Regions from separate parts of the Sus scrofa genome. Here region 1 is linked to region 2. Evidence: chromatin contacts called from public HiChIP or PLAC-seq data. All regions are on one chromosome and are shown on one strand. The core of a region is the stretch at or near the end of the contact, and the rest is flanking DNA. Distances in the headings are between cores, read along the strand shown. Region 1 overlaps KIF1B (kinesin-like protein KIF1B). Region 2 overlaps UBE4B (ubiquitin conjugation factor E4 B).

Evidence for each region. HiChIP or PLAC-seq counts read pairs in DNA pulled down with a chosen protein or histone mark.
Region 1: an H3K27ac HiChIP or PLAC-seq map of skeletal muscle shows a contact between it and region 2. The contact joins two enhancer-like sites. A contact is called at or near these places in 2 of 47 Hi-C or Micro-C datasets (psoas muscle and skeletal muscle) and 1 of 2 datasets of contacts at active chromatin or transcription factors (skeletal muscle).

What each region holds. Positions count from the first base shown.
Region 1 is chr6:70,529,082-70,536,189 of Sscrofa11.1, forward strand. It overlaps KIF1B (kinesin-like protein KIF1B), which reads left to right. Exons shown (of 46, transcript XM_021095324.1): 3 at 6,512-6,588. Among named protein-coding and RNA genes, the nearest start is that of KIF1B, 37 kb to the left of the region's middle. Within about 2 kb of position 5,535, at least 31 of the 83 cell types and tissues checked have an H3K27ac peak or open chromatin away from gene starts, as enhancers often do. A contact at or near this core is called in skeletal muscle, where this site is marked.
Region 2 is chr6:70,377,253-70,384,257 of Sscrofa11.1, forward strand. UBE4B (ubiquitin conjugation factor E4 B) reads left to right here. Exons shown (of 27, transcript XM_021095312.1): 2 at 6,466-6,652. Among named protein-coding and RNA genes, the nearest start is that of UBE4B, 35 kb to the left of the region's middle. Within about 2 kb of position 1,824, at least 9 of the 83 cell types and tissues checked have an H3K27ac peak or open chromatin away from gene starts, as enhancers often do. A contact at or near this core is called in skeletal muscle, where this site is marked.

The sequences.
Region 1 (7,108 bases), core at 4,285-6,784, 160 kb after region 2:
TCTCTAGATTGGCATTTAGAGGCCTCCTTTCCCGGAGATTAATGATTATTGCCAGGAGTGAGTAAGTTGGCTGCTCAGGGAGAAAAGTCTCAAGAAGCAAGTAGTGTTAAGTTACTTTCCAGTTCACAAAAAAGCATCACCTACTCATAAAGTAGCACTGCGAGTGATAGAGGAAGAGGAGGCATGGTTTCCAGCCACAAAGAAGTGACAGGCTACAAGGAAGGATAAAACTAACATATTCATTGTTCTTTGGGTATATAGTGAGTATCTGCCATGTGTCACACACTGTCCTGGGAGCTCAAGGATATAACAGTGAATGAAACAGAAGTTCTGGTCTCATGGAACTTACATCATAGTGAGTCATATAATAAGTCATGAGAGCAATGAAGAAAAATAAGACAATCTTCAATGAAGATTGAAGTGAATGATGATTTAAATAGGATGGTCATAAAAGGGCCATCTGATAAGATGATGTTCGAAATTAGGGAGTGAGCTAGTCAGATACCTGAAAAAGCATTCCTAGTGGGGCAGGAAGAACAAAGGTCCTGAAATGAGACTGTCTTTAGTAAGGCGGCCAGTGGGACTGGAGTAAGGGGTGAATCTTGGAGAGGAGGTCACCGAGGGAGTGGAGGTGTGTTCAGTGTATGATTGGAAACCATGAGAAGGGTCACTGGAGCATGACGTGGAGGTGATTTGGTTAGGTCTGAGAAGGATCATTACCTGCAGTGTAGAGATGAGACATTTCAGGGGCCCAGGGGAGAAGTGGGGAGCCCAGTTCGGAGGTATTACAGCCACCCAGGTGAGAGGGATGGTGGCTTGGACCAGGGTGGTAATGAGGCTGGTGGTGAAAAGTCATGGGATTCTGGATTCATTTTGAAAGTAGAGCTGACAACATAGATCAGACGTGGAAGATAAGAGAAGAAAGTCAATAGTGACTACACAATCGTCTGTGGAAAATTACTAGTAGAGGTGGGTCCAGATCCAAGTACACCATTGTATCCTGAGAAATCTGGATAGAGGAAGTCTCAGGTGCAGGAGGAATCTTGAAAAATGGCATGAAATGGTGATTTTTATAGAAGATAAAGTAATATGAAGTATACAGCACTTAAAGTAGAGTTATGTTCTGACTCTAGTTCTCAAAAATATACCTGAGTTCATTCCATGAAGAAAAAGTGTTGATTTGTCTTAGATGAAGCCTGTTTACTGATGACACGTGACTCTGGGAGACTTAACTACATTTGTAATAGCTTTTACTTTGGTGAAGGTATGGTTTATATCTTTTTTTTTTTTTTTTTTTTTTTGCCTTTTCTAGGGCCGCTCCTGCGGCATATGGAGGTTCCCAGGCTAGGGGTCTAATTGGAGCTGTAGCCGCCGGCCCATGCCAGAGCCACAGCAACTCAGGATCCAAGCCACATCTGCAGCCTACACCACAGCTCACCACAGCTCATGGCAACGCCGGATCCTTAACCCACTGAGCAAGGCCAGGGATTGAACCCACCGCCTCATGGTTCCTAGTCGAATTCGTTAACCACTGCGCCATGACGGGAATTCCCATACGATTTATATCTTGAACATATTCTGTAATTCCTATAATTCCATCCATATGTGCATGCTTTCTGAGAGACAATTAGAAGTCCTGCACAATGTATTTTAGCTCTGTTGACTTTTTTTTGGCCGTGCCTCCATCTTTGGAAGTTCCTGGGCCAGGGATCAAACTCATGCCACAGCAGAGACCCAAGCTTCTGCAGTGACAATCCTGGCTCCCCAAACAGTGCCACCAGAGAACTCCTAGCTCAGTTGACGTTGAATCACTGTGTTAAATATTGCCAATCTTTCAGTGATAGAATTCTGTCTGTATTCTTATTGTGAAAGTTGATAAAAATTTACTGGTATTTTATGTGTATATTGTATAGTTATATGGGTTTTTTTTTTGTTTTTTTGTTTTTTTGTCTTTTTGCCATTTCTTGGGCCGTTCCCGCGGCATATGGAGGTTCCCAGGCTAGGGGTCTAATCGGAGCTGTAGCTGCCAGCCTACACCAGAGCCACAGCAACGTGGGATCCGAGCCGCATCTGCGACCTACACCACAGTTCATGGCAACGCCAGATCGTCAACCCACTGAGCAAGGGCAGGGATCGAACCCGCAACCTCATGGTTCCTAGTCGGATTCGTTAACCACTGCGCCACGACGGAAACTCCTAATTTTTTTTTTTTTAATGTTCCTGAAAACAGTACAGGATTTAGTGAAATTAAAATTACACATGAGAGAGTTCCCGTTGTGGCTCATTGGGCTGCAAACCCCACTAGTATCCGTGAAGGATGTAGGTTCGATCCCTGGCCTTGCTCAATGGGTTAAGGATCCCTGTGGTGTAGTCACAGACATGGCTTGGATCCCGCGTTGCTGTGGCTGTGGCATAGGCCAGCAGCTGCAGCTCCAATTGGACCCTTAGCCTGGAACTTCCATATGCTGCAGGTGTGGCCCTAAAAAGCAAAAAAATTATACATGAGCTATGGAAGACATTCATTTGAGTGCTGGTTTGGTGTAGGGCAGTGTAGAGCATCCATAAGACACGGTCCACATCCTGAAAGGGTTTTTAATGTGGAGCACCTGAGATTCTATTGGCATGTCTAAAGGACTCCAATGTGGTACTAACATTCATGCCAATAAATTGTACTCTTATATTATGCTTTAGCCTATTTTATCAGTTAGTGAACTTTTTTTGCTTTGGTTTAAAAACCATGAAATATTGTTACCATACCCGCCAAACATGAATAGAATTTAAAACAAAATAAAATACTTGTTTTTGAAAATTAACATTTATATGTACTTAATCATTTAATTCTGCGAACTTGGTATTATCTCAGTTTTAGAGAAGATGCAGAGGTGTAACAAACAATACCCAAGGTCACAAAAAAATCTAAATATGCTTCTTAATTGTTCTTGCTGATGCTGGTCCTTTGGTTCCAAATCCTATATCCTTTCTATTGCATGTACACTCTCCCCCCTCCTCTCTTTTATTAATGGTTGGAAACATCCTGTTTCTTAGTTGGGTTAAAGGAAGTGAGTTAGATCTCAGTTGTTATTTAGAAAGAAAAATCCTTTGGCACATTTGAGAATGTTAATTCATTGTCGTTGGAAATAATAGTGGAGTTCATGGGCTTCTAATGAGCTCAAGTGCTGAGCTCAACAATTTTTTTTTCCTTTGCAGAGTTCTGGAATTTTAATTTTTTTTTTTTTTACTAGGAAGTATTTCATATATTCAAGATAATGCAATGTATATATAAATATTAACAGTAATATAAAACAGGAGTTCCCTCTGTCGAGCAATGGGATTGGGGGCATCTTGAGAGGGCTGGGATGTAAGTTCGATCCCTGGCCTGGCACAGTGGATTAAAGGATCCGATGTTGCCACAACTGTGGCTTAGGTTGAACTGTGATGTGATCCCTGGTTCAGGGTGCCAAAAAAAAGAAGGAAAGAAACAAAGAAAAAATATATATATAAAACAAATGATCCTGTAACTATTACCCATCCTAACATAGAAATTACCCATAGATTCTGAGTCTTTGTACTTTCCCCCAAGGCAAGTAATAAGAATATTGAATTTTGCATTTTTCCAAGGTGTCTTAAAGAAATATCTTTCATTTAGGAATTAAAATCTTTTAAATAGTGTGGATAAATTTCATCTTGTTTGACATAGCATATAAAATAGCTTTTAAAAATTATATTCTGATTTACTTATATTAAAATAGAAAGGAGGGAGTTCCCATCGTGGCGCAGTGGTTAATGAACCCAACTAGGAACCATGAGGTTGCGGGTTCGATCCCTGGCCTTGCTCAGTGGGTTAACGATCCGGCGTTGCCGTGAGCTGTGGTGTAGGTTGCAGACGCGGCTCGGATCCCGCGTTGCTGTGGCTCTGGCGTAGGCTGGTGGCTATAGCTCCGATTAGACCCCTAGCCTGGGGACCTCCATATGCCATGAAAGCAGCCCAAGAAAATGGCAAAAAGACAAAAAAAAAAAAAAAAAAAAAAAAAAAAAAAAAAGAAAGGATTTTGTTGTCTGGAGGCAGTTATTTGGTGTAGTAATATGCAAAAGTACAAATATAATGTTGTAAACATGAAACTTGTGTTACAAATCTGTGTTACTTCAATAAAAAATAAATTTTAAAAACTCAAATTTGAAGGAAAAACAAAGGATGTATCTTTCTTTTTTTTTAATTTTTTTTTTTTTTAATTTTCCCACTGTACAGCAAGGGGGTCAGGTTATCCTTACATGTATACATTACAATTACATTTTTTCCCCCACCCTTTCTTCTGTTGCAACGTGAGTATCTAGACAAAGTTCTCAATGCTATTCAGCAGGAGGATGTATCTTTCTGATCTTTCTTTGTGTACCTAACAATACACAGCAAATGTGCCAGAAGAAAGTTTGTTAAATGAATTCATACATCCAGGTGCTGAATGAAATAAATAATAGCAGGAAGGAAAAAATAGATAAAAATTAAAGGCAGCTTGGTTTTGAAGCTGGAAGTTAGGAAAATTTATTAGTTTCAGAAGTCTCAACAATCTGGGATAGAAGAGTACATTAAGGAAGTGGAAAAGGATTTCATGTGAATCTAGGAAATTACTCACTGGTGTAGTTTTTCTTTACCAGGTAAAAGAGAACAGAAGGGTAGGATCTAAAAACTAGCTCTTTCTTAAGTCGTCTTGGCGGAATCGGTGTTGGCAGTGAGTAGTTAAAAGAACGAATGAGGTATGGCTTAAAAGTTTGATGACAGCATATTTCCTAGAGGTTAGAAAGTGTTTATTTTAACCCTGTTTTTGAGTGGTGAAGACTACTTTAGGGGTCATATTATACATCTTGTTATTGTCCTTATTGCTGAGCCACTGAAACCTGGAATCTGGCTCACAAAGTATGATATCAGTTTCCTTTTCTTGGTGGAGTTGGTGTGTGTGGTCTTTCATCTTTTAGGAACTATATAATTCTAATAATTCCTAGTTTCAGATGGGTAAGGAGAGTTCTAAACAATGCCTGCGGTACAGTTTCGGGGGTTCATAAACATGTGCCTACACATAGAAGTGCCTTCTTGTGTCTGCCTTGGTGATCACCGCATATAGGGAGTATTTACATGGTGGGTGACTGGGCTCAGAAGCCAGCCTCTCCCAGTTCACATCCTGAATTGCCACTAGCTAGCTCCACAGCCTTGGGTAAGTTTCTTAACCTCTTTGTGATGGTTTCTTTGTAAAATGGGGACAGTGAAACATCTGCCATTGAGTGGTTGGGAGGATTAAATGGGTTAATGCTCGGAAAGTACTTAGAGCTCAGAGTAAGTGCTCCATGAATGCTGACTGTTCTTTAAATCTCCATAGGTAGCGCCTTTTGTTTAGAAGCCTACTTCTTTCTTTGCTTAGGTTACCATTTGTGTGGGGGGAGATGTTCTTTCTGGAACTATGTCTTCTTGTCACATGATTATGTGCAGTGTGCGCCTTATTAATACTCTGTCAGCATTTGAGGTTGGAACATAAGTGTGGCCATACCCTGTGGAATCCAGCCAGAGAGAACTAAGCACCGTAGCAACTGTTGCTATTTGTGTCCTGAGCAGCAGCTGCCCGGGACAGATTTATTTTTTAATCCTGATCTCACTGATAGCCTGGGACGTGGTCTTGGCCTTAGAGAAGTGGATTGGTTGAGATGCATGGTCTTTGAGAAGATTTCATGACCACATGTTTTAAAGATCCTATTCCATGTGAAATATGAAGTGCTAAAGCTTCATGTGGGTGAGGGAGGAAGGGAAGCCAGGCCCCAGCTTTCAGTCAGTCCCTGAAGTATGTGACTGGATTAATCACACCACAGATCACTTCTAATATGGGCGACGAGACTTCGTACTTTTCAGTCAAAAGCAATTTTACTGTTTATGAGCTTCTGCAGATGATTTAGAGGTCTGTGATTCTAGTGTGTACACACATCCATGTATGTACACATGTGTGTATATATATATATATGTAATAACTTATCTATTAGTTATTATCAGCTGTGGACTTCAGAAATAAAAATAAAACTTTCCAATGAAGCATTCTTAAGTAGGTAAAAGGAGTTTGTTTCACATAGTGTTTGGATAAATTGAATAATTTTCTGATTTTTATTTCTGGTGTCTTGAAATATTTCTGGCCTTATGAAGTATCTTGAAATAGTAACATGGCCCATTTCTAAATTTGGTCTGCTAACTTACCTAAGATTCAGTCTCAAAGTATTTCCTGAGCACCTACTATGTACCAGGCTCTGTTGTAAATCCTGACAACATCTAGTGAATGTTGTTGGTCTCATTCTTTTCAAGTTCAATATATAGGTCCTACCTATTAAAAATGTGATTGTTCTGGGGTTTTGGTTGCCCTGTTCAGATTCAGTGGTACAAAATTACTGATTTGGATGTTTTGAGCTTCCAACATAACATCATGTTGAATTAAAGAACATTTAACTGAGTGACTTATGAAATCAAAACATTTTCATCCTTTAGGTATTATTAACCCAAAGAACCCAAAGGAAGCTCCAAAGTCCTTCAGCTTTGACTACTCCTACTGGTCTCACACCTCGGTGAGTGTTCTCACAGAACTGTGTAGTAGAACAGTGTGGGGTTTAAACATTTTGAAAGAGTCTGCGGGTCCACAAGGAAGGCGAAGATCACCAACATCTAGGGAAATGAAGAGTAGGACCCTTCACAGTATACCCTCACCCCAAAGGACCCCAAAATCTTGCTGGCTTCTAGGGATTGTTCCTAGAGTTTGCTTCTGCATCTCTTTGTTATGCTTTTTGTTTTTGTTCTTTTTTTCCCCCTGTTTTGTGTTAGGAGATGTTTTAAACTATTGCAAAGCCTGATTGCCAAGGGAAAGGCCTGTGAAAGGGATTGGAAAACATTCATCACTGAAGACTGTGTTTATTGCGAAAAATAGCCACACCTCGTAGAGCAAATTCAAAGAAATATTTTTATTGGTGGACTTGATCTTTGATCTTCCAGTCCTGTTTTCCACTTAGGAAAATTTTCTTGGAGCTCCCTATGAGTATAAGAGTGATACTTTCAAGGCCATAGAAATGTAATGAAACTACATTAATCACA
Region 2 (7,005 bases), core at 574-3,073:
TCTGTGGCTGAAGACAGATATTCCACTGTATTGACTGATCTCATTGGGTTTGTTTTGAATTCATGATCCCCTGCCTCACGAGCTTGCTTAGTGGTGCCCAGCCAGTCTTATTTCCTTAGTACGTTCTTTCCCTTTTTTTTTTTTTTTTTTTTTGCTCTTTTAGGCTCGCAGCTGTGGCATATGGATGTTCCCAGGCCAGAGGTCGAATCAGAGCTGAAGCTGCCAGCCTACACCACAGCAACGCAGAATCCGAGCCGCATCTGCGACCTACACCACAGCTCACAGCAATGCCAGATCCTTAACCCACTGAGCGAGGCCAGGCATTGAACCTGTGTCCTTTTTTTTTTTTTTAATGGCCATACCTGTGGTATATGGAAGTCCCCCGGCTAGGGGTCAAATCATGCCAGCCTACATCACAGCAACGCAGGGTCTAAGCCTTGTCTTCGACCTACACCACAGCTCACGGCAACGCCAGATCCTTAACCCACTGAGCGAGGCCAGGGATCGAACCCACAACCTCCTGGTTCCTGGTCGGATTCGTTTGCGTTGGGCCATGACGGGAACTCCGTCCTTTGTACTTTGGTTCTCTCTCTCCTAGACGACTGCTTTATATCTGCTCTTCTCTCTTGAAAGCCCTGCCTCCGCTTCCGCACTCCTCTCGGATCTTTCATCCTGTCTCCCCTTGCACTGAGAGGATGCAGGCTGTCGTGGGCGAGTAGGGTCTTCGAACACAAACAGGCAGAAGCCTCTCTCCACCCTACTTTCCCTCCCTTGTGTCCCTCCCCTGCCCCGGGTTAGCTACTCTCCTTTTCATAGTAAAATTCTCAGAAGTCTCTGCTTCCTGTCTCCGCTTCTTTCCTTCCCATCCTTTCTTGGACCCACTCCAGTCACGTTTTCACCTGCCACGTTCGATTGATCCACACAGCCCTTGACCAGGTCCTCAACCACACCTCGGGGCCAGAGCAGCCATCCCTCTTCCTTGAAGTGCTGATTGGTTTCTAGGAAGCCAGTCTCGAGAGCTCGCCCTAGAGGCCTCTCGCCACCACTTCCTCAGTCTCCTTTATTGGTCTGAGCTCCTGTCCCCAACCTCGCTGGGTGCCGTGTTGCTGGGCTTCATCCCAGGGGTCTGATCTCATCGGCTGTGCCTGCTCTGCCTCGTGGCTTCCTGTGCCCTCCAGAAGCGGCAGCTCTCACACTGTCGTCCTCACCAGCCCGCTGTCCCACGCCACCTGCGTATTTAGTAATCCTGTGTCTCCAAGAATGTTTTCTCTCTGCTTGCCTCCTTCTTACTGTCTTCACCTCTGACACCCATCCGATAAACTGCTTGGGCCCAGGGCTTTGGCATCCTCCTTGCCCCTTCTGGGTTTATCCTGCCCGTCACCCAGATTTCAAATAGGTTCATATTTTTTCCAGAAATGGTGTGTGCGCTCTTTAATAATACTCTGTGAACAGTGCGTACCTCACCACTTCTCCCATCCTTCCGTGTGTATAATAATCTGTCAGCACATCCTGTGAGCTTGAACTCTCTTCTCAAAATGTAGCCCAAACTGACCACTGGCCACCCCCCAGCCTCGTCCTGGTTACCCCCCACCTTCCTGTAGGTGGTGGCAGTAGCATCCGGAGTCGTCTCGCTGCCTCCTTTCTTTCTCCTCTACCGTTGATTCTCCACAGCAGCCAAAATAATGATTTACAGTGTAGGTCAAATCCGGTTACTGTTCTGATCCAAACCCCTTGGTGGTTTCCCAGTCCTTTGACAGTGGCCCTCAAAGCCCCTTGTTATCTCTGACCTCGCTCCTGCCGTTTCCCCCTTGCGCACTCTGCTCGGCCACACTGTCCTCACTGACCTTGAGCCGGCAGGCCGGTCCCGCCCCACTCCCCTGAGACCCGAGGAGCTTGCTGTCTTTTTTGCCTCAGGAGTTTTCAGATGCCCCCTTGACCAGAGGGCTTTTCAACCCACCTCAAGTAAACACGGCAGTGCCCTCTCCCCCGCGTGCCCTCCCGCCCCTCCCCTACTTTATTGTCCTCGCTCCTGGCCCCCTGGCGTCACGTTTGTTCACGTGGCCTCATCCTCTCGGCCACTGTGAGGATCGGAGCCCCAGGAGCGCAGGCCGTGTGTCCTTAACGGTGGCCCTTGATGACTGCTGCTGATGAATGAAGAGAAGTCCCTATCAGAAGTCAGACCTGCCGCCTGGGCTCCAAATGTTCCGTTAAACTTGCTCATCGTGGCCTCAGCGCTCCCTCAGCTCTGTCTGTGAACTGCACCCTCGTTCTGTAGGTACTGGGCAGTTATGTGGCAAGTGCTGAGCCCGATGCTGGGGATACCAGGTTAGGGGCTTCTGTTCCGCTAGGGAAACAGCGTGAAGACAGCGAGTCAGTAGATCAGCTATTTATAGACTGTGATGCACGCTGCAAGGCTGTGACTGGAGCTCTCATGTCAAGCACGTGGGCTATACAGGGCCCTGTAGATCCGACGGTCAAAGGAGTCCTTCAGGAAGTGATATTCCAGCTGAGAATGGAAGGATGAGCAAGAACCAGCCGTGCCAAGAATGAGGGCAAGGGCTCCAAGGCCAAAGGAATGGCAAGAGACCAGAGGCAAGACAGAGCTAAGACGTTCTAGGAACTGTCAGAGGGCTGGAGTGGCTGCTGCCTGGCGTGGGACCCCTCGACCCGGGAGAGGCGGGCGTGGCTCTGTACAACCTGGCAAGGGTTCCATTTTTTTCCCAGGTGTAGTAGGTAGCCACTGATGGGTTTATGGAAGCCCGGGACAGTGATTTATGTTTTTAGAGAATTACTGTGATTGCTGTTTTGAGAACGGGTCGTAGAGGGAGCTGTGATGATGCTGTATTTATTTATTTAAGTTTATTGAAGTATCGTTGATGGGAGTTCTTCTGTGCCTCAGCAGGTTAAGAATCCGGTGTCACTGTAGTGGCTCAGGTCCGTGCTGTGTCACATGTTTGATCCTTGGTCTAGAAACTTCCACATGCCATGGGCACAGCCAAAAAAAAAGTATAGTTGATTTACAGCGTTGTGTTAATTTCTGCTGTACGGCCACGTGACTCGTGTGTGAGTTGTGTGTGTATTCTTTTTCATGTTCTTTTCCGTTGCGGTTTGTCACAGGACGTGGAATGCAGTCCCCTGTGCTGTACGGTAGGACCTTGTTGTTTGTCCACTGTGTATCTCATAGTTTACCTCTGCTAACCCTTAACCCACTGAGCGAGGCTGGGGATTGAACCCAGGTCCTCATGGTTCCTAGTTGGGTTTGTTAACTGCTGAGCCATGAAGGGAACTCCCAGGACCATTTTATTTATACATTTATCTATTGATAGACCTTTTGGCTCTTGGAAATAATGCTCCTGTGAACATGGGTAAAAAAAATAGCTGTTCGCGTCCCCACTTTGAGTTCTTTTGGGTATAATGTACTTAGGAGTCGAATGACCGGATCGTGTGATAATCTATTTTTAGTTTTTTGAGGAACTGCCACTCCGTTTTCCATAGTGGCTGCACCATTTGACATTCCCACTACCAGTCTGCAGTTTCTCCACACCCTTGCTAAAAGGTGTAATTTGGGAGGATTTTCTTTTTCTTCAATGGTAGCCATCTTTGTGGGTGTGAGGTGTTACCTCATTGTGGTTTTGATGTGCATTTCAGAAATCTAAAGCTTTGAAAATATTTAAAGAAAGGCATAGGGGCCCCTGCCCTCACTGGGCCGCGTGGACCCAGGGAGATCCACTTGGAAGCTTTTGCGGAGGTCCTGGTGAGAGGATGGTGGCCCAGGAGGGTGGGGGCAGAGGAGTTGGGAAGGTGGCTGCGGGTGGAAGGAACAGGGCTTGGTGGTGAATTGCCTGTGTTTGAGGAGACGAAGCAGGAAAGCTGTGACACAGAGCCCGGGTCCCTGCCCTGCTCATGGGGCTGGGGACCCACAGGGCGTGGGAGCTTCCAGTCCGCCTCATCCACTCTCCACCCACCCCAGTGAAGTGTAGTTGAGAGAACTGCTTCGGTAGCTTCTCTGAGGGAGTTTTCATCCCAGGACCAATCTCCTGGGAGGGTTGGCGACGGCGGTCACTTGTCCCTTCCCTGTTGGGGTGGCTCAGCGAGCCCTGCGCCCCTGTGCAGACCAGGCCCTGAGCTGGACTTCAGGGAGTTGAAGGCGAGGGAGGGAGACGCAGCGTGGGGCCGTGGTTCTCAAAGGTGTGGGTCCCAGGCCTCCGTTGCACACGCAGCAAACGCTGTGACTCCCGGAGAGCTTTGGTTTTTAGGTGGGTGCCGTCCGTTGATAGTTACCATGATAGGAACGCTGGGAAGCTTAGGAAGATAGTTATTCTTTAAAAAATAATAAAAGCCATTGTATGTTAATATTGATGTGTTTTTAATGAAAACAACTACATTTTCCAGCACAAACAAATTTAGGGAGTGACATGGTTCTCGCTTTTGTAAATCTTCTCAGTGTCTAACGTAATAGAAGACAGCTGGATTCTCGTAGTAACTTCTGTATTTAATTTGCTGCAATACCGCTTATCACGGAGCCTCAGAAAAACTCCACTGAACATCTGTGAGAGAATGAGCAGGACGAAGGCAGATGTCCTTGTGTTGTTATAAACATAGTTTGGGCCTCACAGCCCCTCTGAGGGGGTCTTGGAAACCCTCAGATATGCCTGGACGGTGGTTTATGGTAAGAGCACAGACACCAGAGCCAGGCTGCCTGAGTTCACCTTCCAGCTCTGCCACTTACCCGGTAGGCGAGATACGAGCATCTGTGCCTCAGTTAGTGCATATGTAAAACGGATGTCGTGTAAGTGCCTGCCTCGATGGGTGACGATGAGGATCAACTAAGGTAGACAATAGTGTTAAGCGCTCAGAACGGTGCTGGGCAAAGTGCTAGAAGAAGCGCTTCGTCGACGTCTATTTATCTTGGGGGCCGTGCCATGGCACGTGGAAGTTCCGGGGCCAGAGATCAAACCTGAACCACAGCAGCAACCTGAGCCTCTGCAGTGGCAACACCGGGTCCTTCACCCAACGACCCACCAGAGAATTCCTGCATCCTGTTAAATAAATTCGGAGTTCCTACTGTGTTGCAACGGGATTGGCAGCGTCTCTGCAGCACCAGAACGCAGGTTCCGTCCCCAGCCTGGCACAGGGGCTTAAAGGATCCAGCATTACCACAGCTGCTGCGTAGGTCACAGTGGTGGCTTGGATTTAATCCTCGGCCCAGGAATTCCATATGTTGCAGGTTGGCCAAAAAAGAGAATGAGTGAATGAATGAATGAATGGTTAAGACCTAATTCTTTCCTTCAAGGAATTTAATCTGGTTAAGGAGATGGATGAACAACCAAACAACTTCAGGATTTTGTATAAATTCATTGGTAGATGTATTTATAACAGGGGCACCAGAAGGGCCTCTGAACTTTGGGGTAAAGAATCAGGATGTTCTTGTCTGAACAACAGAAGGAGCTGATTTCCAACAATGGTGGAATGACAGACAGATTCTTAGTTCAGACAAGGTCCAGCCCAGTTAGCATCTTCCTCTGCCTTATTCATCATGGAAAGAGTGTTCGCAGCTTCCCATGAGTTGGTTTGCTTCTTTGATGCCTACTTAATAGCCAAAGGCCTTATGCTTGTTGTTACCCAATGCCTGGGCGGACAGGTGCTCAGTGAGAGTTTATTGCCTGCCAGTCAATTAGTCACTATCAAAACGCGGGGAAAGCATTTCTGAGGTCCCCTGGGATTTTGTGATCACTTGACAACTCTGGGATGTAATTATAAAGAAGTTACAGATTATATTTTTATTGAAATTAAGAAAAACCTATTAATTTTGTTCTTGAAAGTGACCGTAACATTTTGTGTGTTGGTATACTTTTATTTTCTCTAATTGTTTTAGTGATTTATCTTGAATATTTATTTTCAGTCCCACCTGGGTAAAAGGACCAAGTTTATGTAGATTTAGTACAATAACAACATTCTTTAGCGTGTTTAAAAAGTGTAGCATGCTGATTGTAAATTCACAGTGTCATTCAAGAAGTTTTGATAAGCAGAGGTGGTAAAGTGATTAAGATGCAGTTTTTAAAAAGTGAGGTGGTAACTTATGAAAACACTGGTCCATACAAGTTCCCCTGGTGGCACAGCTGATTAAGGATCCAGCGTTGTCACTGCAGTGACTTGGGTCACTGCTGTGGCCTGGGTTTGGTCCCTGGCCCCAGAACTTCTGCATGCTGTGGATGTGCCCCCCCCCCCCCCACAAAAACTGGCACACAGAATTAGTACTTGGCACGAATGAGTACTTTTACCCTGGTGATCTAGTGGTTGGGATTCGGTGCTCTTGAATGCCTGCTTTTTCCCCAGGCCCATTAGTTGTGAAGCCCTCGAGTGGTTATTGATCATGTGGTTATTTGTGGGTGGACTTGTGTGTGGTTATTTGTGGGTGGACTTGTGTTTCTGCTGTTGAATGCCCTTTGCCCCCTCCTCTTGTAGATCCGCCGGAGGCGCCTTGCACGACTCGCTGGTGGACAGACCTCCCAGCCAACCACCCCGCTCACCTCGCCCCAGAGGGAGAACCCTCCGGGGCCTCCTATAGCAGCATCCGCCCCAGGCCCCTCCCAGAGCCTCGGTCTCAACGTGCACAGCATGACCCCAGCTACCTCCCCCATAGGTGCATCAGGTAAGCCTTACCTTTGGACCTGGGACACAGTTCCAGTGCCAGTCCCCCCTCTTGATTAACCTTGTAGATGTGACCTTTCCACAATAGGATAAAATGAACAACAGCTTTCAAAAATCCTGCAAGCAGTAGTTTAAAGATTTAAGATCGTGGCTTTCTCTCATGGCACAGCAGGTTAACGATCTGGCATTGTCGGCTCTCGGCAATCCCTGGCCTGGGAACTTGCACATGCTGTGGGTGTGGCCAGAAAAAAAAAAGCCTAAGATCATTGTAGTATGTTTTGTTAATGTCTATTCATTTCAGTTGTGATCTGTTAAAACTAACTTCTCCTTTCTATAACGTCCATCCTTTTTTTT